Regions from separate parts of the Zea mays genome. Here region 2 is linked to region 1. A link is a contact called in public Hi-C data. All regions are on one chromosome and are shown on one strand. The core of a region is the stretch at or near the end of the contact, and the rest is flanking DNA. Distances in the headings are between cores, read along the strand shown. Region 1 has its middle 21 kb from the start of LOC103638824. Region 2 holds the start of LOC103638826 (probable N-acetyltransferase HLS1-like).

Region 1 (5,665 bases), core at 1,200-3,699:
CAACCAAGAATGTGTGTTGGCTATCTCTATGGCAGCAGTGACAGGTAGTGAGAGTAGAAAGACCATCAAACTCTGGGCTTCGATCCATTTTCAGCAGGTCTTGGTATTACTTGACCCCGGCTGTTATGCAAGTTTAATGGGAAGCCATCTATTGGGAGTAATGACTGGTGTTCGATCGTTGCAGCATCCTCTTCATGTAAAGGTTGTTGATGGGGGAGAACTGTGGAGTACCCATATGGTTCCCGACTGCCAGTGGCTATGTGAGGGAACAACCTTTTTGACTGACTTTAAGATTTTACCCTTGAGTGGCTATGACCTTATTGTGGGGATGGATTGGTTGGAGCAACACAGCCCGATGTCGGTGCATTGGGGACATAAGTGGCTGACATTTGTATATAAAAGGGAAACCTGTCAAGTTACAAGGTGCAAAGCCAAATACCCAATCATGTGTTGCTCTTATTGTAGTACAGTTTGATTCATTGATTAGACAATAGGCTATCGAACAACTCTTGGAACTACAAGTTACTGCGAATGATCCTCCAGCTGAGATACCTCCACATGGGTTTGCAATTTATGGAAATTGGTGGTTTCCTGACTTATGTCTGCTATGCCGATACTAATTATTTGATATCATAATTATAATAAGCTAATGCAAATGCCTGCTTAAGACAAATGAGTTCATGATTCTGAATAACTTTGCTAAATTTATTTGTATAATTTATTGCAGGTAAATACTCCCTTCTTCCTTTATATTCTTGTTGTCTGATTGGATAACTTTGCTAGATTTATTTGTATAATTTATTATTGCATTTCACCCACACTAACTTATCTTCAAAAGATGGGTTATGTTGTTTGCTTCAGCACACGACATCACATAAGAAAATTGTGATTAATCTTTGTTTTCTTGCAGAATGACCATGATCCATCAAAGTTATTAGCTGAGACTCCAGGAAACTTCTTTGTTTCCTGGTTGCTAATGGTGCTCATGTTGATGTAGATTGAAAATACAAAAGCATTACCATGTAGTAGGAGAGAAATGTATTACCCGCACAGCCGTCGTTTGCTTCCCCCTCGCGAGTGAGGAATGGCTGGTTGAACGATAAGCCTAGAATGTCTCCCAGCCTTGAACGTAACAGGCACACGATGAAACGGTAGAGAGTTGTGTTAGATCTCCCAGCCTAGAATGACTCTTTTAATAGCAAAGGCATTACCGCGAATCTGAAGGAAAGGTAGGTGGCGCGTTTGTGGGTGCGTGGATGGGGGTCTGGCTGCGAGGTTCAATAGTAGGCGCCTCCCCCTACCAAATGTTGTGGTACTGGAGAACCTCAAGCCCTCGCTGCTGCAATCGCGGTAATGGCGCACGCTCAACTGGGAGATCTGCAATCGCGGTAATGGCGGGTGTGTGTTGAATTAGGCTTGTACGGGTGCTGGCAGGCGCTGTCGGCGATGGGGCACAGTGCCCGGGCGCTGGTTCGGGGGTGGCTGCATTCTGAGGCGCAGGTGGCGGGCGTGCAGGAGTTTGGTGGGGGCCAGGCGCTGGTGCAGGCTGGAAGCCAGTGGTGTCAGGCTGGTTCACCACCCTCTGGTGTCCGTCGTGGCCATTGCCAGGCTTTCTAATGCTGCAATCAAGATTCAAAGTTCTCATCAAAACCCTATCAACCCTGGCGAGATCAACCAATCGTGCGAGGAAGAGCAGAGGGCAATCAGAATCAAATATGTCGAAGCTGCTGGACCGGCCGGGTCTCCTGGCGTGCCCCTCACCCCTGTCCCCTCGCTGGGACATAAATCCACTTCTCTCCAATCAGAACGACTAAGCCATGTAGATTCGCGGCAGGATTCGCTGCGGCGGGCGTGCGGGAATGCGAGCGCTTCGGTAGCAGCGGGCAAGGCACAGGCTGTTCGCGGCGGAAGAGGCGGTCGCGGCGGGATTCACGGAGAGGTTTGCGGGCTTGAGGTTCGCCATGGTCGCGGCGGGGTTTGCGTGGTTTGTGGGCGGGCGGGTAGAGGCGGGGGCAGTCTACAGTAGGTTCTTAATAGTTAGTATAAGTAGGCGGGGGCAGTCTACAGTAGGTTCTTAATAGTTAGTAGAGATTTTAAACTTTACTCTGCAAATAGTGTAATCTACACCGCAAAACAGTATACTTTGCACTGCCGTTTACATAGCCTGTTGGAGATTGGAAAATAAACGTGAACGACTGTAGTACTAAGATGCACGCAAGTGTCATATTTTAGATACATTGGAAATATATAATATGTGAAAAAGAGAAAAGGAAAAGAAATTAAAAAAAGAAAGAAAGGAGCTCACGTGTAAATGCAGGTTGCCGTGGCCTCACATGTATGGCATGGGCGAGGTTTGTTGAGTGGCTGTGAATGCGACTTGGCTGGTACTACCGGTTCGTGGAAGTTGGTGGGCTGGTGGCCAGGGAGCGCCAGGCCCAAATGCGCGCGGAGGTTGGCGGCCCAAGCTGAGGAAGCGGTAGCGGCCCGGTGGGGGCTGCGGCGTAGCCCACGCAGCTAGATGGAATCGAGTCCGGGATGGATTAGGACTCAAGTCCTTTTAAAAAATAGAGATCAGATTTTTCTAATTTCTAAGATGAGGGTTTAGAGGAGATAAACAATTAGATTAGATCTATTAAGAGATTAATCTAGGTTTTTTAGAGATATCAATGGGAAACATTCTGGTGCTTTCGAGGAGTACTTTTATACACAAATCATGATAATTAAATAGTCGATTATGCAAGATTATTACGGTAATATTATTCATCACTCTTTATTGATTAATTTTGTTCTTAATTTTGATTCTAGATTGAATTTTTGTTTTCAATTGTTACTGGTGTTTTGATTCATTTATATCATTACTAAGGCAACAAATTAGTGATCTACAAAGTTTGGGAGATTGATCTTTTCTAATTATTGCTTAATTCTGAAATTAGGTCTAGATTAATTTTCGTTACTACTTGGAACAACGACCTTGTTTTATTTATAACTGTAGATCCGGAAGTCCGATCTACATGATTCTGGTTGGGTTAGATTCATATTTTATTTTATTTATTAAATTTTGAGATCTATCGGCATTACGAATTTTAGCCAGAAATGTTTTATTACCATAACAGTAATATGTCCAAATTGAGAAAAATGTATAGATTGGTTTTGTGATTAAGAGGAGGTGAGAATCAATTTTAAGCTTCCACAATCATTCACCGCCTTTCTGATTGCCTATTTTAGCGTCATACGATCCTGCAAGTGATATCGGAGCTGTGTTTATTATCTAATTAATCTTAATCGGTGATTAGATTAAATAGTTATGTTTAGATATTACACAAAACCATGTGTTTTCGATGGATGTGGTTTTCAATTTTGGAAGGCAAAGATGGAGGCATACATCAAGCACAAGATTGGGTGTACCGTGAAAAAGTTGCTAACCCTTTTTAGGTGCCTTAACAAGTTAATGAAGCTAACTGAACGAATGTGGATAACAATAGCAAGGCAAGAAACATGATCATCCAAGGTCTTGGGAGGAGTGACTTTGATCGGGTGGTGCATCTCAAGTTTGCATATGAGGTATGAAAAGCACTATGTGATTATCATGAAGTTTATAATACAATAAAATAAGTGCACCAAGACATGTTTAAAAAATAATATATGCACTTTGAGATGAAACCTAGTGAATCATTAGATGTGTTCTTTGCACGCTTTAATAAAATCCTTAGTAATTTGCGAGTTATTAATGTTACTTCCACAAATGCAGAAAATTCTAGACAACACGGTGCATTAGATATATCTTCTTGGGAGATGAAAGTAACTTCAATTAGAGAATCAATTGTCATGAGTAATCTTACATTAGATGTGCTTTATTCTAAATTAGACTCATGAATTAGATATTCTTGGTAGCAAACTCGGTTCAAAGTCTATTGCTTTAGCTTCACAATCTAGCAAGTTACATAATGTTACCACCACTAGTAATGTCTTGTCCTTTTTGTCTTCACTAACCGATGAACAACTAGAACAATTACCGAAAGATTCTTTGGACACTCTCTATTCTCGCTTTACTAAAGCTTTACAAAATGTGAGATCAAGGAAGGAAGGGAAGTCTAATCCTTGAAAGTGTTATGAGTGCGGCTCACTCAAACATTTACACCCTAAATGTCCAAAGTTTTTTGGCAATGATGGCAAAGGATGAGGAGGACAATGAAGATGAAATAAAATCTGATAAGAAAGAGCACACATTCAATAGAAAGAATATGAAGAACTTTTTGAATCGCAAGATAATACATCAAGTTCTTTTAGTGCTTGACCAAGTCAATATGAGCAATGTTGATTTAGAGAGTAGTGAAGAAGAAAAAACCATCAAAGACAAGAAAGTGCATGATTTGATAGGACTGTGTCTAAAGGCGATTAACAAGAGCTTCTCCAACAACGACGCCGATAGTGAAAACGAGGTACAACCTTCTTATGATGATTTAGCTAATGTTGTTGAAAAGCTTGGTACTTTATTAGAAGAAAGAAATAGAAAATTTAAGAAACTTGATGTTTTTGTTGAATCTTTGCATGCTGAAATTTCTAGACTTAAAACCTTGATACATGTTGGTAATACATGCAAAACAAATGTGATGTAGTTTATTCTGAATTTATTTATTTACAAGATTTGCATGTTTCAACTGTAGAGGAACTTAAACTAGAAAAGGAGAAAAATGTAATACTCTTGGTCAACCAACTTATTGTGATAAATGTAATACTCTTGGGGTTAAAATTGAAAGATGCTAATGCTAGAGTTGATCAGTTGAAAATTAATTTTTCTACACATAATGTTCTTTCTTGTTCTAATTTCCACTCTTTTAATTATTCTTGCAATAATTATTACAGTCTTTTAAAACATAATTAATATTTGCAAGATAAAATGGGAACTATAGTTTGAGTCAAGTTTTAGAACAAAAGACCATTTCAACAAAAATTAAAATTGGCTTATGCTTTGAACCTTATGCACATTCCAAGACTCATGCTTCTAAAATTATTAAATCTCTTGGTAATGGAAATTTTGAAACTCATGATGAGCCTAAAAAGATTGTTTTTAAATCCACTGGAATAATGTCATCTATTAACACAATGAATGAAAATAAGGCTTCTATTTCTTTTCATAATTGTAAGGTTACCTGGTTTGATTCCCGAGTAAAATCAAAACAAGGCAAGATAGTTAAAAATATGGGCCCTTCGCCCCTTCAATTTACCTCTAGTTGAGAGGCAAATTGAAGGGAGAAAATCACTACCATTATCTATACCACTATATAATCACTACCGGAATCCGGCTCTTTGCCGAGTGCATTTTGTCGGGCACTTGGCAAAGATTTTTTTTGCCAAGTGCCACAAGCGCCGAAATAACACTCTTGGCAATGACCACGTTTACCAAGCATAAGACACTCGGCAACGACCTTTTTGCCGAGTGTCAAACACTCGGCGAATGACATTGCTCGGCAAAGGGCCATCCAGCCGTGTATAGCTGATGACCGTTAACTTTGCCGAGCGCGAGGCGTTGGCACTCGACAAACCATCATTTTGCCGAGTGTCTTCCTTGACACTCGGCAAAGTATATTTTTTTTTTGCAACCAAACTTTTTGTGGTTTGTTCCTAAACTATGTAGACCTATATGTTCAATTTTGGTACAATTATA
Region 2 (6,048 bases), core at 1,052-3,551, 290 kb after region 1:
AAATAAATAGAGACTTATTTTAGCTACGAACATGAATGACATTATTGAGATGCAAAGTTTTGCTAGGGAATAAATCGAAGTACTGTCAACGTGACTAATATGCATACATTTCCCGTTTGTAGCATAAACTTGACCTTACCTAGTATTTACCACATATGGGGAGCTTCTCCAACTCTCTTGTGAGATGATCAATTCCTCTTGTATTTATATACTAGTTTGTATCCACTCCATAGAAAGACATTATTGCACCTACAAATTTATGTTCTTTTTTGAAAATCTTGATCATATCAATGTCAATAATCACTAGCTTGATGATTTGACTTGCTACACATTTGACACAATAACTTCTTTCTTCGACTTGAAGAGCATGTATTTGGCCTAGTGTAGCCTCCCTTGTGACAATCTCCTCGGTTCTATCATTGATCGAAGGTGCTTCTTCCTTATTGCCATAGCTTCTACCAAGGCCACATCCACCAATGGCCAAGTTTGCAACGTGGAGAGTTGTTTTTCTTCACCTAGCCATATATGTTGAAGGCTCTCATAGCTAAGATATTGAATATAGAGTTCAATATCTGAAACTAGTTCTACTCTTGCGTTTACAAATAATATTAGTGGTGTATAGTTAGCATCAAGGCCGTTAAGAATATATATATGTGAATGAATGTCTTCCCAATTGAGGCTAGTTCATTCCCAGTTGAGGCTAGTTTATATACAAACTTCTTTATCATGCCAAATTACCACACCATTGTTATTGTTCTCTTCTTTGTATTTGTTAGCGTAAATCACAAATTTGCTACCTTGGTTCGAGTTTGGGGCAAACATTTCTTTGATCACTTTTCAGGCTTCAACAATTGTTTCTTTGGTTGCGACATGCGTCAATACTTACTTTAATAGGGATCCAGGATATAATTAACCACTTGCTAGTCTTGGGCAACCTATGTCGCATATTTTGTATTTTGCATGTATTTCATCATCTTGTCTTCATTGGGGTGATGGTGATCGTCTTCGATGGAGGCTTATCTTGTTGTCAAAACAACGCAAAAGTTGTGCGCCTCATGGCACCGGGGGAATTGGGTCTTTGATAATCGGAAGTTGTCCGTATCTTTATGATTGCAGACGAAGATGAAGAACTTGCTGGCATATCGATAATTTCTTGAGAGCTAGATACACTCCTAAGAGGTTGATTATCATATGAAAATAGATTAGTGTGTTATATGTATCAGGAAGTTGTGGCTTATATTTATATTACGTGGTCATAATATAGGTCTGTATAGGTTATAATCATCATGTTGCTTTTATCTTAAATCTTTTCAACTATACAAATAGAGAAATACAGAGGTCTAATTAAATTTTCATGACATAATCTATAAAGGAGTTCCTCTGACAAACCGAGCCAAACGTTGGTTGCAGCGAACAGACCAACTTCACTTTAATAGCAGAAGACGAGAATATAAACCTACAGTACAGTACAATAGTCCACATGTTTTTACCTTCACTGAGAAATAGCGCTATGCAAATTCACTAGTATATCTGCCAAAGGATTTTTTTCAGATTTTTTTATTTCAACGACAGAATAATGTTCTTTATTCATTTGGATCATATCTGGGCAACGTATTTTTATTTCCATCTACAAAATTTTAAATAAAACGTCCATCATCGTCCACTTATATATTTATTTGTGCGTTGCCAAGAAGACTGATCCTCTGTGAATCATATCTCCAGAACCGCCTCTCTTGGAATATATGTTCGGATGCCCTACAATCGGTAGGTTCCGGCCTCACAAATCCTAATTCCCATCGCCCTATTATATAACCTCTGTTGAACTGGAAAGAATCTCACTTGTTTAAAGGCCGGTGTGCTTTAGAGTAATAGGATTACTAAGCTAGGCTGATTTGGCGCCTAGCTTCAATTCAATAAACTGTTTCTGTGTGAATGAACGAACAGCTACTGAACTATAGTCTTTCACCACGAACTGGGCCCCACTTCGTTCAGCTAGATTAGGCTCTATCTGAAAAAAATAATAATAAACCAGGCAGTTAAATCGCCTCCATTCTCCCCACTAATCTAATCCAAGAGGAATGGTAGCTAGCACTAGCCTATTACACAAACGCCGCCGTTGTTCTTTGTTCTCCGTCAGTCCTTGCATCTCTCTCTCTCTCTCTCTCTCTCTCTCTCTCTCTCTCTCTCTCTGCGTCACTGGGAGTGGGAGGTTACTATTTTGCCCCGTCCCCACAATACCCCTCTCCTCACTCCCGCTCTCGTCTCTCCCCGCCAGCCTACTAGCTACCTGTATAAATTTGCCGCACGCCCTCCTCGTCGTAGAGGAGCAGCAGCACAGCAAGCTAAGCTCTCCTTGAGCTAAGCTAAGCTAGTTGCGACAGCGACGAACAAGCTAATAGGCTAGACACTGTCGTCTGAGGTCGGCGTCATGGATGGAGAGAGGAAGGTGTCGTTTAGGGTGAGGGAGTTCAACATGGAGAGCGACCTGGCGGCGGTCGATGAGCTCGAGCGCCGGTGCCAGGTCGGCCTGTCCGGCGACGACACCACAGCCGCCGACGACGACAGTAGCGGCAGCAAGCTGCGGAAGACGATGAAGAAAAAGAAGAAGAAGAAGAAGGGCATGTCGCTCTCCGTCGAGCAGGTCGGCGACCCGCTGGCGAGGGTCCGCCACGCGCCGGAGCACGTCATGCTGGTAAGTGGCGGCCTAACTAATCTACGCGCAGCAAGCTACCACCGAATGAATTAACAAGCGCATAATTAGTAGTGATAAACAAAAGAAGCTCGATCGATTTGTTTGTTCGGTACACCAATCCGATCGTTCTGGTATGTAATACTGTTCGAAGTTCAAACACTGAGGGACAGATCAATTTGTTAGTGATAATTGATGTGCACGAATGAAAGATGCGTTCGACAGCGACAATTTTATCAGATTATTCTGTATGTACGTTGGCTGATGACGAAGTTGCAACGCCCAGGTTGCCGAGTACGGCGAGGAGGCGGAGATGGTCGGGCTCATCAAGGCCTGCGTTAGGGTGGTGGGCAGAGGCGGCGGCAAGAAACAGAAACGTTCTTCCTCCCCGAACCCGAAGCAGGAGCAGGAGCAGCAGCCGTCGCCGCCGGCGTACGTAAAGGTGGCCTGCCTCCTCGGCCTCAGGGTCTCTCCGTCTCACAGGTACTTCACCGCTTCTTTCCTTTTCTTCGATTCTCACCACATGCGGGGGATGCATGCACACAACACAATGCGTCCGTATCTCTGCTTGGCACCAACGTACTTTCTCTGCTTGCCTAATCGCCCGCCCCGCGGAGTGGGCCGTCCGAGGGAGGGGGGCCCCACCGTTATGGCTGGTTGGCCGGAGTCCACTGCAGGCGCCGCGCACGGTCCCCGAGGCGCCGCCGCTCGCGCGCGTGGTTTTGAACGGCCGCGTGCTCACCTTAATTGCGCTTTCCTTGCAGGCGGCTGGGGATCGCGACGGCGCTGGTGGAGCGCGCGGAGGAGTGGTGCCGTGAGCGCGGCGCGGCGCACGCGACGATGGCGACGACGACGTCCAACGCGGCGTCGCTGGCGCTGTTCACGGGCCGGTTCGGGTACGCGCCGTTCCGGCGGCCGGAGTTCCTGGGCCGGCCGGTGCACGCGCATTGCCTGCCCATACCGAGCGCGCACCGCGTGTTCCAGCTGCCGCCGCCGCTGGCGGCCGCCGCGTACGCGCGCCTGTCCCCGCCGCAGGCTACGGAGTTCCTCCCCGCGGACATGCCGGCGCTGCTCGCCCACAAGCTCACGCTGGGCACGTTCGCGGCCATCGAGAGCGGGCCGGACCCGTCCGCCCCGCCGTCCTTCGCCGTGCTCAGCGTCTGGGACTCCACCCGCTCCATGCGCCTCCGCGTGCGCGGCGCGCCCGCGCTGCTCCGCGCGTCGCTCGCCGCGCTCCGGGCGCTCGACCGCGGCGCGCCGTGGATGCGCGTCCCCTCCATCCCGGACATCTTCCGCCCCTTCGGCGCCTACCTCCTCTACGGCCTCCGCATGTCCGGCCCCGCGGGCCCCGCCCTGCTCCGCTCCCTCTGCCACCACGCCCACAACGTGGCCCGCAAGAACCCGGCCTGCGCCGTCGTCGCCGCCGACGTCGCGCCCGACGACCCAGCCGCCGCCGCCGTCCCGAGGTGGCGCCGCTTCTCCTGCGACGAGGACGTCTGGTGCATCAAGAACCTCACCAAGACGAATGCCGACGACGGGGACGGCTGGGCGGCGCCGGCGCCGTCCGGGACGGTCCTGTTCGTCGATCCCCGCGAGTTTTGACGTAGCCATGGCCACCGATCGAGCCATGCATGGCAGGTGTAGGCAGAGGGCTAACCACCTCGCCTCTGCCAAGTTTTGACAACTACACACGTGTACATACCACTTGGTACCGCAATGGCAATGACCTGCCTTGCCATTTGCGGTATCAAACCACCCAAGCTGAAGTGATGGTGTCTGTAACGGTAGCATTTGCTTCTGGGTTTTAGAATAGCGACGAGGTCTGGCTAGTTTCTTTCTAATCAATGTTCAAGGAAGAAGAACCGCTTAACGCGTTTACCTGAACTGTGCATGGCAAATTGGTACAAGGCTGAAAGCGCACGGCAATTGCATCTGCAAGTATCCACGGACGAGAACGACGTGCACTGACAGTGAGACGACGGCGGCAAACAAAACAGCTTGCAATGATTCGCATGACTAGTTGGCCACAATGTGAATTACATATAATAAAGTGCACTAGCGAATTCAGGGTTCCTGTTTTTACAGTTTAGTTAACCAACACTGCCATCATAAGCAACAGCTAGGAAGAATTCAACTCAGGTTGGTTTTAAAATCTGGCAGTCCTAATCAAATTGACCGTTGATAGAAATATTCATCAGTGGTGAAAAATGATAGGAGATGAAAGGGACATTTCTGTCATTTGCTCATCCTTCCAATCAGGCTGAAACCAGAATTCACCATGCTACTAAGATCATCTCCAACAACTTATTCATATCCATACTCATATTCAAACTCTATTCTGCGAACAGTACAGTCTACAGTGTAAAAACAGTGCTTATGAATAAACTTTGATGAACTGCTGGAGTCGACCTAAGGGCATGTTTTGTAGGGCTTCACTTCAAAAATTTCAGTTTCGATTTTCAAGCTTCACCATAAAATAGCTCCAAGAAATTATTTATAGTGGGTTCGATGAGTGTTTGGCTTACACATGGACTCCAACTTTTATAATACAATTGTTTTGTGTGAGTTTTCCTTGATTATCCTTGATGATTGGTGGCTGTCACGAGAGATCCGAAACGCTATGTTGTGTGTAACCAGTGACGCGATGAGTAATTTTCATGCAACTTAATAACAAGGTATAAAAACAGTGTTTGTAAAGCACCCTTTAAGAGCTTAATGAATTTTATGAAGCTGATCTCTAGTTTCAAATTTTTTTAAAGCTAGGCTTGTTTGGATGGAACAAGCTGGAACGAACCCAAAATTATTGAAGTGTAGCTCTCCCAATGAATCCGAAAAGATATTGGTAGGTACTTCAGTTACTGAACCCCAGCAGTTCAAAGCTTCAACGACCAGATCTATATTCCAGCATACGTAAGCAACCAAATCTTCTTTATTCATCAATTCCATGCACAAAAATCAGCCAAACATTATTCCGAGATCACCTAAATCCCGGTGCCCCACCAATAACAAGGAGCTGCAAATCTGATGCTTCTTCCGTGATGTTGCTCTGATGCATGCATGGTCCATGTCACCAACGCCGCATGAGGTCCACAGAACAAGGGGAGAGTACACTCACATCCCTGCTTCAGAGTTTAGAGCCAGATCTTCACATAGTACCGGCCAAACATGGCATGTCAAGGAAAACTGATGGTGAGCGCTAGACGGCGATGGTCCAGGCTCCTACATATACTCTGACCAAAGAAAGCCATGGATGGACCTCTGCAAAAGAGCCTTAGCTTCATCAGAGTTCAGAAACGGCTCAGTAAACTGCAGAAGCAGCTAGCTTAGCGTGGTCCCTGAAAGCCTGCCCGACCAATCCA

What was found. A called contact is a pair of places that touch in the nucleus more often than the background predicts.
Region 2: a Hi-C map of leaf shows a contact between it and region 1, with 5 times the contacts expected there. The contact joins the promoter of LOC103638826 here to the enhancer-like site in region 1. A contact is called at or near these places in 3 of 25 Hi-C or Micro-C datasets (ear, endosperm and leaf).

What each region holds. Positions count from the first base shown.
Region 1 is chr9:108,938,167-108,943,831 of Zm-B73-REFERENCE-NAM-5.0, forward strand. No RefSeq gene overlaps it. Among protein-coding and RNA genes, the nearest start is that of LOC103638824, 21 kb to the left of the region's middle. Within about 2 kb of position 2,450, at least 16 of the 20 cell types and tissues checked have an H3K27ac peak or open chromatin away from gene starts, as enhancers often do. A contact at or near this core is called in ear, endosperm and leaf, where this site is marked.
Region 2 is chr9:109,223,770-109,229,817 of Zm-B73-REFERENCE-NAM-5.0, forward strand. It overlaps LOC103638826 (probable N-acetyltransferase HLS1-like), which reads left to right and starts at 2,302. Exons shown (of 3, transcript XM_008661632.4): 1 at 2,302-2,692; 2 at 2,976-3,172; 3 at 3,454-4,763. The coding sequence starts at 2,429. The coding sequence ends at 4,291.